Linked DNA regions of Bombyx mori: region 2 is linked to region 1. A link is a contact called in public Hi-C data. All regions are on one chromosome and are shown on one strand. The core of a region is the stretch at or near the end of the contact, and the rest is flanking DNA. Distances in the headings are between cores, read along the strand shown. Region 1 holds the start of LOC101739077 (etoposide-induced protein 2.4 homolog). Region 2 overlaps LOC101738887 (ATP-binding cassette sub-family G member 1-like).

The links. A called contact is a pair of places that touch in the nucleus more often than the background predicts.
Region 2: a contact with region 1 is called in a Hi-C map of posterior silk gland, with 1.7 times the contacts expected there. The contact joins the enhancer-like site here to the promoter of LOC101739077 in region 1. A contact is called at or near these places in 5 of 7 Hi-C or Micro-C datasets (midgut, posterior silk gland, an unstated tissue and 1 more).

Annotation. Positions count from the first base shown.
Region 1 is chr12:14,274,917-14,282,137 of ASM3026992v2, reverse strand. It overlaps LOC101739077 (etoposide-induced protein 2.4 homolog), which reads left to right and starts at 4,230. Exons shown (of 7, transcript XM_004926739.5): 1 at 4,230-4,415; 2 at 4,493-4,650; 3 at 4,961-5,216; 4 at 5,700-5,819. The coding sequence starts at 4,401. It overlaps LOC101738887 (ATP-binding cassette sub-family G member 1-like), which reads right to left and starts at 1,750. Exons shown (of 14, transcript NM_001279469.1): 1 at 1,719-1,750. The coding sequence starts at 1,750.
Region 2 is chr12:14,315,861-14,323,081 of ASM3026992v2, reverse strand. It overlaps LOC101738887 (ATP-binding cassette sub-family G member 1-like), which reads right to left. Exons shown (of 14, transcript NM_001279469.1): 4 at 6,959-7,148; 5 at 5,106-5,253; 6 at 4,457-4,633; 7 at 2,806-2,947; 8 at 1,672-1,877; 9 at 1,003-1,160; 10 at 248-416. Among protein-coding and RNA genes, the nearest start is that of LOC110385297, 18 kb to the left of the region's middle. Within about 2 kb of position 4,526, at least 5 of the 8 cell types and tissues checked have open chromatin away from gene starts, as enhancers often do.

The DNA of each region.
Region 1 (7,221 bases), core at 2,981-5,480:
ATTTTGATACCTACTCTAAACAGCTCAGTAGAAATAATAGAAAACACAAAGTAATATCATGATACAAAACGGATATTACTAGTGGTAAGGCGTCTTGTAAGTCCACACGGTAGGTACCACTACCCTGCCTATGTTACATTTCAGATTGAAGAGTGAGACAGCCATTGAACTATTAAAACTGAGACTTTCAATTTCATGTCTCAAGGTGGGTGACAGCATTTACGTTGTTGATATCTATGGACTCCAGTAACCACTTAACACTTAGGATCACGGGGCAGTGAATTCATCTACACATCTAAACAATAAAATATATCATGCTTTTACTTTTTATTACTGAATGAGCTCATGAATACAGACCAGATTCTACTGTACTACTGTATGAAATTAATATTCATTTTAATTTTTTTGCTTTTGAATTAGATTTTTTAATGCAGTCAGATTCTTTCTTTTACTTTATAATTTATATAATTTCTTACTTTTTGGTTATCTGACTAATTTAATCTCTTTCCTAGACATACTATTGCAATGGTATACCCAAAATCCCATAAACATTTTTTTCCTACCTATGCTGATAGCCTTGAGAGGCTGTTTCAGCTTCTCCTTAACGTGTATGTGAGCTCATGGGGCCCAAACCAGAGTGTTGCTAGCACTGGCCCTAGCAAGAGCAGTGCTTCTCAGAATCTACCACCGGATCGGAAACGCAACCCACTGAGAAGATTCACCGAGAAACTCAGTGGGCTGTGTCTATGGGTTAACTCACTCGTCGAGCCCTTCGCAAGCGACAAGTTCTGCGAAGGCGGTGACTGGTGCTTGTGGTATCTAAAAGCACAGTTAATGGATCGGGAGAACCGTAATGAAGTATTTAAGGCAACTGTTTACCATTCGGTCCACAGGATCAGGTATGGCCATACACAATAAAGGCCAATGTAACACTTGATATGTTGAAATACCTCAATACCTTCAGTTTAGGCTGTATAGTGTGCCAAAGAATTAGATATACATACATAAGATACTCAAAAACCATTAGTTGTTTAGTAGTTTTTACTGGTGGTAGGACTTGTGAGTCCGCGCGGATAGGTACCACCACCCTGCCTATTTCTGCCATGAAGCAGTAATGCGTTTCAGTTTGAAGGGTGGGGCAGCCGTTGTAACTATACTGAGGCCTTAGAACTTGTATCTCAAGGTGGGTGGCGCATTTACGTAGTAGATGTCTATGGGCTCCAGTAACCACTTAACACCAGCTGGGCTGTGAGCTCGTCCACCCATTTAAGCAATAAAAAAAAAAAGTAGTTAGATTTAAAAATTCTTTGGTGGTAACCAGGCAAAAGCTGGTTTCTTCATCGATACCTATCTAGACATAGATTTATAGATTTAGATTTTTTATGACCTAGATCTTGACATGTTATTCTACACAAAACTATTCAATAAACAAAATAAAGTTGCTAATGTTGATTTTGATGGACAGACATTAAAAGTACTGCCCAAAGCTGTAATTATAATTTTTTAAATCTAATCGAAGTTTAAAAGTAGGCCACCAAAATTTTCAAAAGGTGAATGGATTCCGTCTTCGGTTTAGAACTTTAAATATTACATATATGAAAAGAAATATAGTTTATATTATTATACAGTATTATAAAGCCTATAAGGTCAAAAGATGACGATAACTGGATGGTGCAACGTAGCAAAAACGTTTATTCCATTTCGCAAACTTCACTTACCCTATATTGTTGAGAATATATACGTTATCCATGTTTATTACACTAGAACATAATACTTTAGTTAGAACTCTCTATTTAAATAATTCAAGCGCGTTGGTTTACTTTAAATTCAATATTTAATATCCTTATTTTCACTGTTATAAAAGAGCCTTCACATTTGTGTATTATTAAAATCACTTAGCTCTTTGATTAGTATGAACTCTATGCTCTATGAAAAAAACAAACAAACAAACTTTCACTCGATTTCATAAATTATCTTTGTTTGGTCCACTTGAACAAGCAAAGGAAATACACCTTATAAACAACTTTTTGTAATGTTAACCTACAAGTGTTTTTCATACAATCTTATGTATATTCGATATTATTAAATTTATTAATTTAAAAAAATTATTAGTTTATAAAAAAACCTGGTTTGGTTGGTTAAACTCACCCACCCAGGACTCCCCAGAAGGGGAACACCTGAGCGGGGAGGGATCACTTCCCAGACGGGAGAGTGGTCCACCCACGGGGCTGGTGCAATGGTTCCGCATAGAGGGGCACCCCAACATGTGGGGGAAACGATGAGAGTGGACAGCTTAGTCTCATAGAGGCACTCGTTATGAGCATTCCCATATCATTCCGATTAATCCGACTACCTTGTCATATGAAGGGGTTCCAATAGCTTCCTTGGTAGCGCCTGACCTTCAGGCGGTCTGGCGTGCAAAGGAGCTATATTGCAGAGATGCTCGTGAGGTTCACCGTCGGGCCACTCGTAAAGATTACGAGCTAGCCCCCGGATTAACTCCTCGAGCGACTCCACATCTAGATGTGGAGTAATCCCGGGTGATTACGACATTTCTGACGTAACGCCCTGCTCCTGTTATCGCGCGAAGAGCCAGATTTTACTAGGCCTGCAATCTCTCCCGCATACACTGCGGGATGAGATGATAGCAGGTGGCAGCTGCGTACGTGATACGCGAACAAAACGTGTTGTAAATGCGAAGCTTGGTCCTTTTTTTTTCGGGCAGGGGGCCGAACCTAGTGTGAGGCTTCCGCGCAGCTTGGAGGACACCACCGGACGGAGGAGAAACCTCGCCTGGCGAGCGGCCGCCAACGCCGACGTGGCGTGGGCGGTCATCTTCAAACTCCAGTCGTCGGTATTAACCCCCAGATACCGGAAGCTGGATTCAAACTCGACATTGACGCCACGGAGACTGAGCTGTCCCGAGACGACTCTTGTACGGACCGGACCGAAGAGGATTGCCGCGGTCTTCCTTACGTTGACCGCAACCCTCCATCGGTCCAACCATTGTGGCAGCAAGTCCAATAATCTCTGCATCCTCGAGATGTTCGCAAAGGCGAAGTTGGATGACGCGAAGTAGGCGCTGTCGTCGGCAAACAGCGCCAACTTCATGTCGGCTTCCCACGCTCGAGGGCAACCTCCGAGCCACACTCCGACTGACCTTGTCGATGTGAAGGCCAGCAAGTCCAACTGATCATACACCACGTCCCGTCTGACGAGCGCCGCAGTGCTTCTGAATAGGCGCCCGGCAGGGGTCAGTTTATCGCGTCGGTACATGAAATAGTTTGGAATCCTGAATGTCACCCAAGGATGGAGCTTGGTCTCGCCCAGAAGTACAACCTGCGGGGTATACTCCCGGGCGAGAACAAGCAGGTCGTTTAGAGCTAACTATGTGACCCTACGGTAGGATCAATGCACTAGAAATGTGGTGCTGGAGAAGGATGCTCCGCATATCTTGGACTGTGCATCGCGCTGGTGGTAGGACCTCTTGGGAGTCCACACGGGTAGGTACCACCACCCCGCCTATTTCCGCCGTGAAGCAGTAATGAGTTTCGGTTCGAAGGGTGGGGTAGCTGTTGTAACTATACTGAGACTTTAGAACTTATATCTCGAGGTGGGTGGCGCATTTACGTTGTAGATGTCTATGTGCTCCAGTGACCACTTAACATCAGGTGGGCTGTAAGCTAGTCCATCCATAGATGGATTTACTTAGAAGCAACAAAAAAAAAAAACAACGCCTCGATCTCAAAAGAAATTAATATTTCTCAAAGATTGTTGTTAACAGTGCAAACCCGGATTCCCCGATACTTTGGACACGTTTCGCGATGGCCAGCAGAGTCTATCGAGAAACTTGTTCAGGGTAGGGTCAATATTAAAAGACCTCGTGGATGAAACCAATTGCGCTGGACTGATCAAACGAAAATTCTTACCAAAACTCCACTTAACGAGTGCGTGCGCCAAGCCTCAGTGGAGAACGAACTATGGAGAACAGCAGCTGTCAAGGCTTTAATTACACATGAACACGACTGCTCTGCCAAGAGTAACCAATTATGATGGTGATGATGAATGATACAAGATTTTGGCAGCAATGGGCTGTACAAAACTTTGGTACCTCAAAAACAAAAATGAATGAGAAAGTGTAAAGTCCCAGAAGCCCATTGCCGTACTTACAAACCAAGAAGAAGAAATTGTATCTATGGAACAACTGATGTCAAAAATTATGTCATAACACTCAACATTGTCAATTTGTCATCATTCGTGAAATCTGATGAATGCTGTACCTACGTATCTTGTACGGTACTTGAAAATTACGTCAAAATTAAAATAAATGTCACAATTTTAAAGTAAAATGACTTACAAAATAAAACATTAAAAAGTGTTTGGTTTTGGAACTCCTAACAATGGAAAGCATAACAGTGAGTCTTAGTAAAAAGTGTCTTTGTTCATTGATACAAATTTTTTAAAGCTAATAATTACCTATTTATTTTTGTAGAGTTTTTCCGTTTCGCTTATCAAGGGGTTCGTCGATAGTTTGAGGGGAGTTACTGTGCTGTTATATCTAGATAAAGAAATAAACGAGCGAGCTTTGAGCCGATCTCCACAGACCGATGCGGATTCTAAACATAAACAAAAACAGCCCAAAGTTAGACAGTAAGTTTTTTTTTTTTTTTGAAACTTTGAATATGACGTAAAAAAACACTTGTACCTAATTCAAATCAAGATAAAAAGTTTTAATTGCGCGCTATAATTAAACCATTTAATTAAAAAAAAACAATGTTTCTTTCAATTTTATGTTAAAAAAAACTGCTAATATTGTACAATGTTAAATATCAAAAAAAAGTTAGAATATAATATAATTATAAATTATATTATCATGTAGTATAAACACTTATTAATAATAAAAAAACAGTTTCCTAACTCTACACCAAAATTAATGTGAAAATAACATTTTAATTTACAGGGAATCAAAAGTACTTACAAGAGTATTACAATCATGTATACTCAATGGCTTCATATTCTTACTTAGTATCTTAGTATTTGAGTATGTTCTACTCCCAGCCATTAAATACTTAGTTATGGTTATTTTTGGTCATGATCCTGGTGTAGCCCATAATGTGTGGGCATGGATGCAACCATTCCTGCTAATGACTTTCCGAATGATATGGGTGCTGCCACTGTTCTTGTTAAGTAAACTTGTCAACAGTTTATGGTTTCAAGTGAGTCTCTCCCAATTTCATAAAAATTATATGAATTTAATTTTAAAATATTAGTAAAAAGTAAACTTATATGTGAGCATTTTTCACTTCATGATAGTGAGAATGGTCATTATTCTCTGTATTGGACTGTTTTTTTTATTTATTGCTTTATTGCTTAGATGGGTGGACAAGTTCACAACCTACTTGGTGTTAAGTGGGTACTGGAGCCCATAGACATCTACAACATAAATGCGCTACCCAACTTGAGATATAAGTTCAAAGGTCTCAAGTTACAATGGCTGCCCCACCCTTCAAACCTAAACGCATTACTGCCTTATGGCAGAAATAGGCGGGGGGTGGTACCTACGCACACAGACTCACAAGAGGTCCTACCACCATTAAATTAATTTCAGTAAATATTCAACACTGCCAGTTTCTACAACAGGTTTTTTATTGACTAACTTCTTCAAATCTATAAACATTTTGTTTTAATCTTTTTTTCAGGACATAGCTGATTCAGCTTACCGACATCGACGTGGCCGGCCACAATTCATGTCGAGTGTAAGCAAAATAATAGCGGACTCCCTGTTCAGTTTGCTGGTGCAAGCTTTATTTTTAGTACAGGTAGATATATAACTCACATCTATACTAAAATATAAATGTACAGTGGTTTTTACGGATGTTCCGTTATAACTACTGAACCATGCATCCGATTGATTTGAAACTTGGTATCCATGTAGAAAATACATCTACTTGATGGATAGGCTAATATTTATATGAGTGTTGGACTGCCTAATAATAATGACAAATAATAATGTTAATGTTAAATGCCCAGTGAAGCAGGCGAGTACGGCTAGTCATTAATATAAATGTTTAATTGAAGAACTTTTTGATTGTGCCAAGGTAATATTTGGCCGATGAAAGTAACAAATATCTTTTTTGTTACCTAATGCTAAAGAGAAGAGACAGTAACTGAAATATGTCGCTAAACATGGAAATTCATGATATGAAAAGTAATGATACATTCCCAAACCAAATGCTGAACCCATTAGAATCCATTAGAACACATAGAAACCATTCAGATCCAAGCATATAAGTTTTTATTAATTTGACATATAAAGTCAGGTTAGGTTAGGTCTAGGTTAGATATACTTTCAGCACTCTGATAGACATGATATCTGATTATTTTTTCTCTTTTTTTGATGTAAAACTAGATCTTATAGGCTTGACTTTACAGACTATGTCCCAGACAGCACTCTTTCTATTCCAATAGGTATTTCCGTATTGATTATTCAAACTTAGATTGCAGACTATTATCTACATCCCAATATGTATGGATTTTAAAATTAACTGCACAAATTCAATGTACACAAAAATAGTAACTGGCTAATGAATAATTCATTTATTAAAATTCTAGTCTTTGTTTCAAACCTTGCGTGAACCTCGCCACATAACTACTTGACGATATAGTAGTTAATGAATTAATAAGTATTCTGAATATAATTAATATTTCTGTATATTTTAAAATTTTCAATATTATTGTGACGGTTCACTCATTCATAGATCCACTGGGTGAAAATTCCTAAAGCACTGCCTTGTACTAAATTTTGTCAGTTTCTATTCATTGTCGTAGGTACCAATGTGTTCACAAATAAATAAATACTAAAAATAATTGTTTGTTGATTAATCTATAGATGTGAAAATTTTTATGTTTCGTTAATTCTACTTGAAGTCACTCTTATTTTTCTTGCACACATTTCGGCAAAAGTTAAATTTGTGGTTATATTATTCTGGGAAACTGAGAGACTGAAAGGGAAAATGCATTTCGGTTCCAAGGGTCGATCAGCGGTTCCACTATAGGAGACTTTGACCGGAAATGTCGAAGTGGGTTATGGCCTTAGCTTTATGATGTCGATAAGCTCCGATCACCACTTAACACCAAGCGGGGAGCAAACTCCTACCCATCTTTGAAATAAAAAATAAAAGTATGTAATTGAGAAAGTTACTATAAAAATGTATTGATCAT
Region 2 (7,221 bases), core at 3,277-5,776, 41 kb before region 1:
AAATAAATTCCAATACACGTCATAATATGCTTGAATATAAAAAATTGTGGGTTAGGCCACTTTTGCGCTGATGGCCTCATACGAGTTCTAAGGTCTCAGTATAGTTACAACGGCGGCCCTGACCTTCAAACCGAAATGCATTACTGCTTCACGGCAGAAATAGGCGGGACGGTGATACTTACCCGTGCGGACTGACAAGAGGTCCTACCCCCAGTAAGCATATTGAAGTATACATATTAACACTCACAGCTAAGTATAGTGATGGTCATCGAGGTGTACATGAGGAAGAGCATGTTGAAGAACAGGAAGCCGAGGTTGGAGAGCACCTTGGAGCCGTCGTCTCCGATGTCGTAGTACAGCGCCCCGATGAGGAAGCCGACCAGGATGTGAGCGAACAGCCGCAGGTACATCAGGGTCTGGAGCCAACAGGAGGAACCGTCACATCCGGGACCCGGCTTTGCATTATGCTAAGAGTTTACCGGGCCCATGGACATCAATGTCGACATCCACTTTACAACACGAAGCCGCAATCTTTATTGCATCACTGTATCGTACCGTACTACCATTGTTACCGCCACGAAAATGTCCAAACATTTTTTTTTATTAATCAAAAACAACTCTTTATGTCACGTTTGATAGAGTCGATTATAATTGGGCAATTAGAAGAAAAACAACATATGTGCAATTTCACACGTGGTAGAAGTGAAACTTTGAAAAATTAAAATACAATTACCCTAAATGTCTAAGTATATGTAAAATTTTGTCATTAGTAAATAATTGTAAATCATCTTTTATAGTATGTGAGGTAGCGCCCTCTGTGATCTTGATATTTTAACTTCACGTATAATGCGTGTTCTATCTCATTCTCTCGCCGGCTGAATCCTATACATTTATGTGTTTGTGTCTCTGTGGACTTATTTTTTCGTTTCGTTTCATTTCGTTTCATCGAGTTTGAAATCACAACGATTCTAAAGAAGTTTCACTTCAAAAAAATGTTTTTACCCAATCTCGCCTGCTGAATAAGAGGGTCCTCTTCAATACGACCCAAAACTGTTTCCACTCGGAGGTGGCGTACCGCTCCGGCGAGCCCTCGGTGCCGAGCAGCGCGGCCGCCGCGTTGTCCTGCTTGTCCGTGTCCATTTGCAACGACAACGGTTCGCCTATCAAATTAAATATACAGGGTGTGAGGAAACCCTTCTCTGTGGTAATACATTCTTTTTCAAACGAAGCTCGTGGAGTTTTTTTTATAGTGGTGGGACGTCTTGTGAGTCCGCACGGGTAAGATACCACCCACCTGCCTATTTTAATGCGTTTCGGTTTGAAGGGTGGGGCAGCCATTAACTATACTGAGACCTTAGAACTATATCTCAAGGTAGGTTGCGGCCTTTACGTTGCAAATGCCTATAGGCTCCGGTTACCATTTAACACCAAGTGGGTGCAATAATTAAAAATGTATAACTCTCTAACACATCGTGCTGTCTCGCTACTCAATGGCTTGCTAGCCTATGCCCCGAAAGCGGATGTATTCCATTATGGTTTGCAGCGATTTGTAGCTGTTGCTAAAAGTTACTGAAGCTAAATTAACCTTACCAAGTTTTTGGTTATACTGTTAATTTGTATGAAGACTGAAATCAAAGAAATTAATATATTAAGGTCTTCTGTCGGGCGCACCTTTAGAGACCTCGCTAGTGGCGTACTGCAGGATCCCGTTCTGCAAGTTCCCGTGCCCGTTGGCGCCGTTCGAGTTGTTGTCCTTGAACTTCTCCTGGACCTGGCTGAGGTCGTTTTTGTCCCAATTGCTCCCGGCACGAAGGGACACCTCCATGTCCTTCTTGTTGTTGTAGTCCGGAGTTTGATCCGGGAAGGGCATACCGTTTCTGAAACGTTATCGAGTCTGGTTACGAGCTCACAGCCCACCTGATGTTAAGTGGTTACGGGAGTCCATAGACATCTACAACGTAAATGCGCCATCCACCATGAAATATAAGTTTTAAGGTCTCAAATATAGTTACAACGGCTGCCTCATCCTTCAAACCGAAACGCATTACTGCTTCACGGCAGAAGGTTTCAGGTTTGAAGAGTGGGGCAGCCGTTTTAAGTATACTTGAGACCTTAGAACTTATATCTCAAGGTTGGTGGCGCATTAACATTGTATATGTCTATGGACTCCAGTAACCACTTAACACCAGGTGGAATGTGAGCTCCGCCCATCTAAACAATAAAAAAAAAAATGTGAGCTCGTCCACCCATCTAAGTAATAAAAAAAATAATTATGCACTCTGTAATGTTTCAATTGCTTCCTACCCTCCCCGTGCTGCCGACTATAAATTTGCGTGTGACGTCACTTGGGTCCAAGCTGATACGACGAAATTATAAATAGATAATCCGTTAATGCACAATAATAAGTCGCAAATGATTAATTACGTCATTCGTTAGGATTGAAGTTTCGCTTGACGATAAGAAAGGATACAGAATATTAGTATCATTATATTGTATTTAGTGACTTAAATTTTGATGCACTTGAGATAACATTCTAGATTTTGTTATTGGTGTTCCGTTAAGACAAACATGAAATAAATTTCCAACGTTTTCTAGAAATTTTAGACACGCACCATTCGGCTTTATAATGAAATCGCTCCACGGGCTTCCAGAGCGCTACGATATGTCCTTTGTCACATGAAGTTAGCGCATCGTGCTCAACGGCAGGCAACCGTGTCCGTGGCGTTGCTGATGTCCATGGGCGACGGTAACCACTCACCATTAGGTGGCCGTATGGTAGTCTGCTTCCAATGGCACATACCGTACCTTATATCATTATTTCCGTTGTCAATAGCTCGCACCAGTTTGCCAGTGTTGTTGCCATATTCGCCGCAAGACACTTCGATTATGAACGAAGCCGGATTGTGGTAAGAAGGGCACTGCAGCTTCAGACTGCCAAGCCAGTCGACTGCAATAATACATTAGTAATAATTAGTAATAGATAAGCACTTCAAGCGCTCAACAAAAATGTTTACGGGCGTTGGCCACTAGATGGCTTCGCTTCGATTAGTTTCTCATTGCTCCTGTAGATGGCAGTAACATATTACCTATCCTATATTTTATTTTGAATGAAGGATTTTATAAATTTTCCGAAACAACAAATTGATGAAATTTAATGAAATTGTTTATAACAAATAAAGACTCGTATGTTTTTTTTTTTAATGTTCTGTATTTAAACCTATCCTACTCAATTTCCCTATTTCCTATTTCCTACATAGTTAAAGCATTTAATGATTGTATAATATGTAGTTATACAATAATTATATACCTAAACTTTGACAACATATAAGTATAGGGGCATCCGCTACAAGATGTCGCTAGTTTCCTTACAAACAAAATATTTGTCTTAAAGTACTTTACTTTACACTTTATGACTACTTTTAATGTATAAACTATATTTTGCTCGAGCATTACAGTAATAACCAGTATTAAGTCTACAAAGAATTTTCAAATTTGACTAAGCAGTATTCGGCTAGTGATGATGAATAAGTTCCATCTTGATAAAAACATCATGTAATATTATCTAATTAAATAAAAATAAAAAAAAATTATAAATTTAAATTTGATGCTAATCCTTTTTCTGTCGACACGATTTTAATTTCTTCGTTATAAGTAATCGAAGATCAATATCGTCGAGTATCGACTATACCAATACTTTACTAGTACAACTTGATTATTGACATCTGTCAAATGGGACTTCGTAATTGGAATAGAGATTAGTAGTAGGCAGAAAAGCCCACGCCACATCTGATGGTGACTGGTCACCACTATCCGCCCTTGATACGAGACACAATAACGTTATACGAAGCTCAAAGTACTACCACCATCCCGTCTATAACATAAAGAGATAATACTGTACTGGAATTTGTTTAAACGAAATTGAGACTTCGACATCATACTCCAAGGTCGATAGTGCGTCGACACAACGCTTTGTAACACAATGAACGAATGAGTTTAGCGCATTACTTACAACGAGGGTCATTGGCCTTAAAGTTTGCTTTTTTTTCCTACCTACGCTGATAGCCTTGAGAGGCTATTTCAGCTTCGCCGTAATGTGTGTAGGTGAGCTCATGGGTCTCAAACCGGAGTGTCGCTAACACTGACCCTAGCAAGAGCAGTGCTTCGCAGAATCTACCACCGGATCGGAAACGCGACCCACTGAGAAGATCCAGCGAGAAACTCAGTGGGCTGTGTCTGTGGGTTAATTCGCTCGTCGAGCCCTTCGTCGCAAGTGACCGGTGCTTGTGGTACCTAAAAGCACCGTTAATGGATCGGGAGGATCCGTAATGACGTGCTTTGGGCGACGTCGACTGTTTACCATTCGCTGTACAGGATCGGGTATGTAGTTTCCAGACGTATAGATGTCGCTACGTGAGCTTCCTGACACTCGCGACCGCATCCGTGACGCCTTACGTACCTAATCTCCCGGTGCTGCCCTGGTACACGCACTGGCCGTCCGCCAGGGTGTACAGATGGTCAAACTTCTCGAACAGCCTGGCGGAGGGCTGGTGGATGGTGCAGATGATGGTCCTGCCCTCGCTGGCGAGCGTCTTTAGCAGCGAGATGCATTGGAAACACGAAGAACTGTCCAGACCTTTGGACGAAAGCGGATAATCAACCAAAAATAAACATATGATAATCATGATAAAAATGAACAATAACATATGATAAGCGGTAGGCAGCGGCTTGGCTCTGCCCCTGGCATTGCTGAAGTCCATGGGCGACGGTAACCACTCACCATCAGGTGGGCCGTGCGCTCGTCTGCCTACAAGGGCTATAAAAAAAAAAAAAAATGACAGATTAAGACCATTTAGGAGAAATCAAGATTAAATTTAAAATGAACTTTGGTGTGAAAAGTGACATATTTTGGGTTTTTTTTTGTTAGGAATACTCGTGATTCCTTCGATACTCCTAATTCAATATCGGCTATTTTTAACTAAAGAGTATTTATTAGTGATAGACAAAGATAGAAGGAATAATAGTATTTAACTGTTTTGTCTTCCCTTATTTGTTTTTAGTTATAAAAGTTTGAAAAGATAATGAATGAAGATAGAGAGCTTTCGCACCTGATGTAGGCTCATCGAAGAACATAATAGGTGGATTGTTGACCAACTCCAGAGCGATGGAGAGACGTTTCTTTTGACCCCCGGACAGGTTCGACGTCATCGTCTTACGGTGTTCCATCAAGCTGAGGGTGTGGAGGATCGTTTCGGTCTGGGAAAGAAGAAACCCACCACATTATTCGCAACGCGACAAATATGTAAGCTTTTATATTTTTGATAGACCACGTCCAAAACTTACCTTTCAGACGATTTAGCTAAATCCTCATTGGCTAGTTTCATGTAGTTAAATTCTAAGTCAAACGTAAATTTTGGGAAATTCGTGAGCACGCACACATGCATAATTAGAAAACTTTGAGCCTAACACAGTATCTTGAACGTGGTATTTAGAATACTTTGGATTAAGAGTTTTCCTGTTTTTTTTTATTGCTTGGATGGGTGGATGAGCTCACAACCCACCTGGTGTTAAGTGGTTACTGGAGCTCATAGACATCTACAACGTAAATGCGCCGCACACCTTGAGATATAAGTTCTAAGGTCTCAAGTATAGTTACAACGGCTGCCCCACCCTTCAAATCGAAACGCATTACTGCTTCACGGCATAAATAGGCAGGGTGGTGGTAACTACCCGTGCGGACTCACAAGAGGTCCTACCACTAGTAATTACGAAAATTATAATTTTGCGGGTTTGATTTTTATTACACGATGTTATTCCTTCATCGTGGAAGTCAATCGTGAACATTTGTTAAGTACTTATTCCGTTAGAAAAATTGGTAACCGCCTGCGGGATTCGAACACCAGTGCATCGCAATATACGAATGCACTGAACGTCTTATCCTTTAGGCCACGAAGACTTCGAAATATTATAAAAACAACACTGTTGTCTTTTTCCAAAACCCCTACGCCTTTTTAAGGCCGATTGAGACATTCAACTGAGATTGAAATCTAAACAAAAAACTTGCCCGCACCAGTCTTATTAAATCGAAAAAAACCGGTCGAAACTTGGTGAAGGCACATTAATGTTAATAATTCTTATATTATTATTCAATTATGATACCTGTTTTGACATATTATGTGACGTAAAACTATGATACAGTTTGAAGATAAAAACATTGAGTGAGAATCTGCGAACGAATAAATCGGTGTATTTTTTTTTCATAACGCATATCGAGCTGGTCACGTTGGGCATTAATATTAATACTATACACGAGACGGATAGTTTGAGACTGGGCCGAAAATGGCTTACGTGTGGCGGGCAACGCGTTAGTAATAGAAAATGTCGAGGCTATCAACACGAGCTATGGATTCATTCATTTAAATTCTACTTATACGTGCATAGAAAAAGATATCTATATATTAAATACGTGAAGCAAAAACTTTATACCCCTTGTTACGAAAATTGCGCGTACAGAGCAGTATGAAATTTCCCACACTTATAGAGAAGATAGAGAAGGAGTGCAGAATGTAAATATTTTTTTAAATTATGCATAAAAAACACCTTAAATCAATAAAAAAACATTACACACACTAACATCTATTTGACAAACACACACTTAAATACATGTATACTTTGTTTATTATCAAACTTTTATTATTTAAAGTCTATGGTCAAATTGAGAATAGATTAATATGTATTGTTTGTCTTTAATATTATTTGTCTATAGTGTAATCTTGGTGAAATCTGTGAATAAAGAAGTTAATGTCTTTGACAATAGAACCATAATAATGTTCAAATTTATAATTTAAATTAATTAAAGTCGAATTTCGACTACTGCGGGACCACTTAGTCATAATAAAAATACCAAAAAAATGTAACTAGTCCAAAGTTATTTCATTCATTTTTGATTATGTTGACTCACCAGCATTTCTTTTTCGTCTCTCGTAGTGGAACTTGGCAGCTTGAGGGATGTCGCCACGCCCATGGCCTCTTCGACAGTTAGGTTGCCGTGAAGCTGATTATCCTGCATGATGTAGCAGGACAGCTTCCGGAAACTGGACAGGTTACGCTCCATACCGTTGACTGTTATACTACCCTCCATACCGGAAGTCCTGGTGGCGAAAATAATCATCAAGACAGAACTCGTTTGATCCCACTATTTAGAGTGGCGGAATAATTTATCTT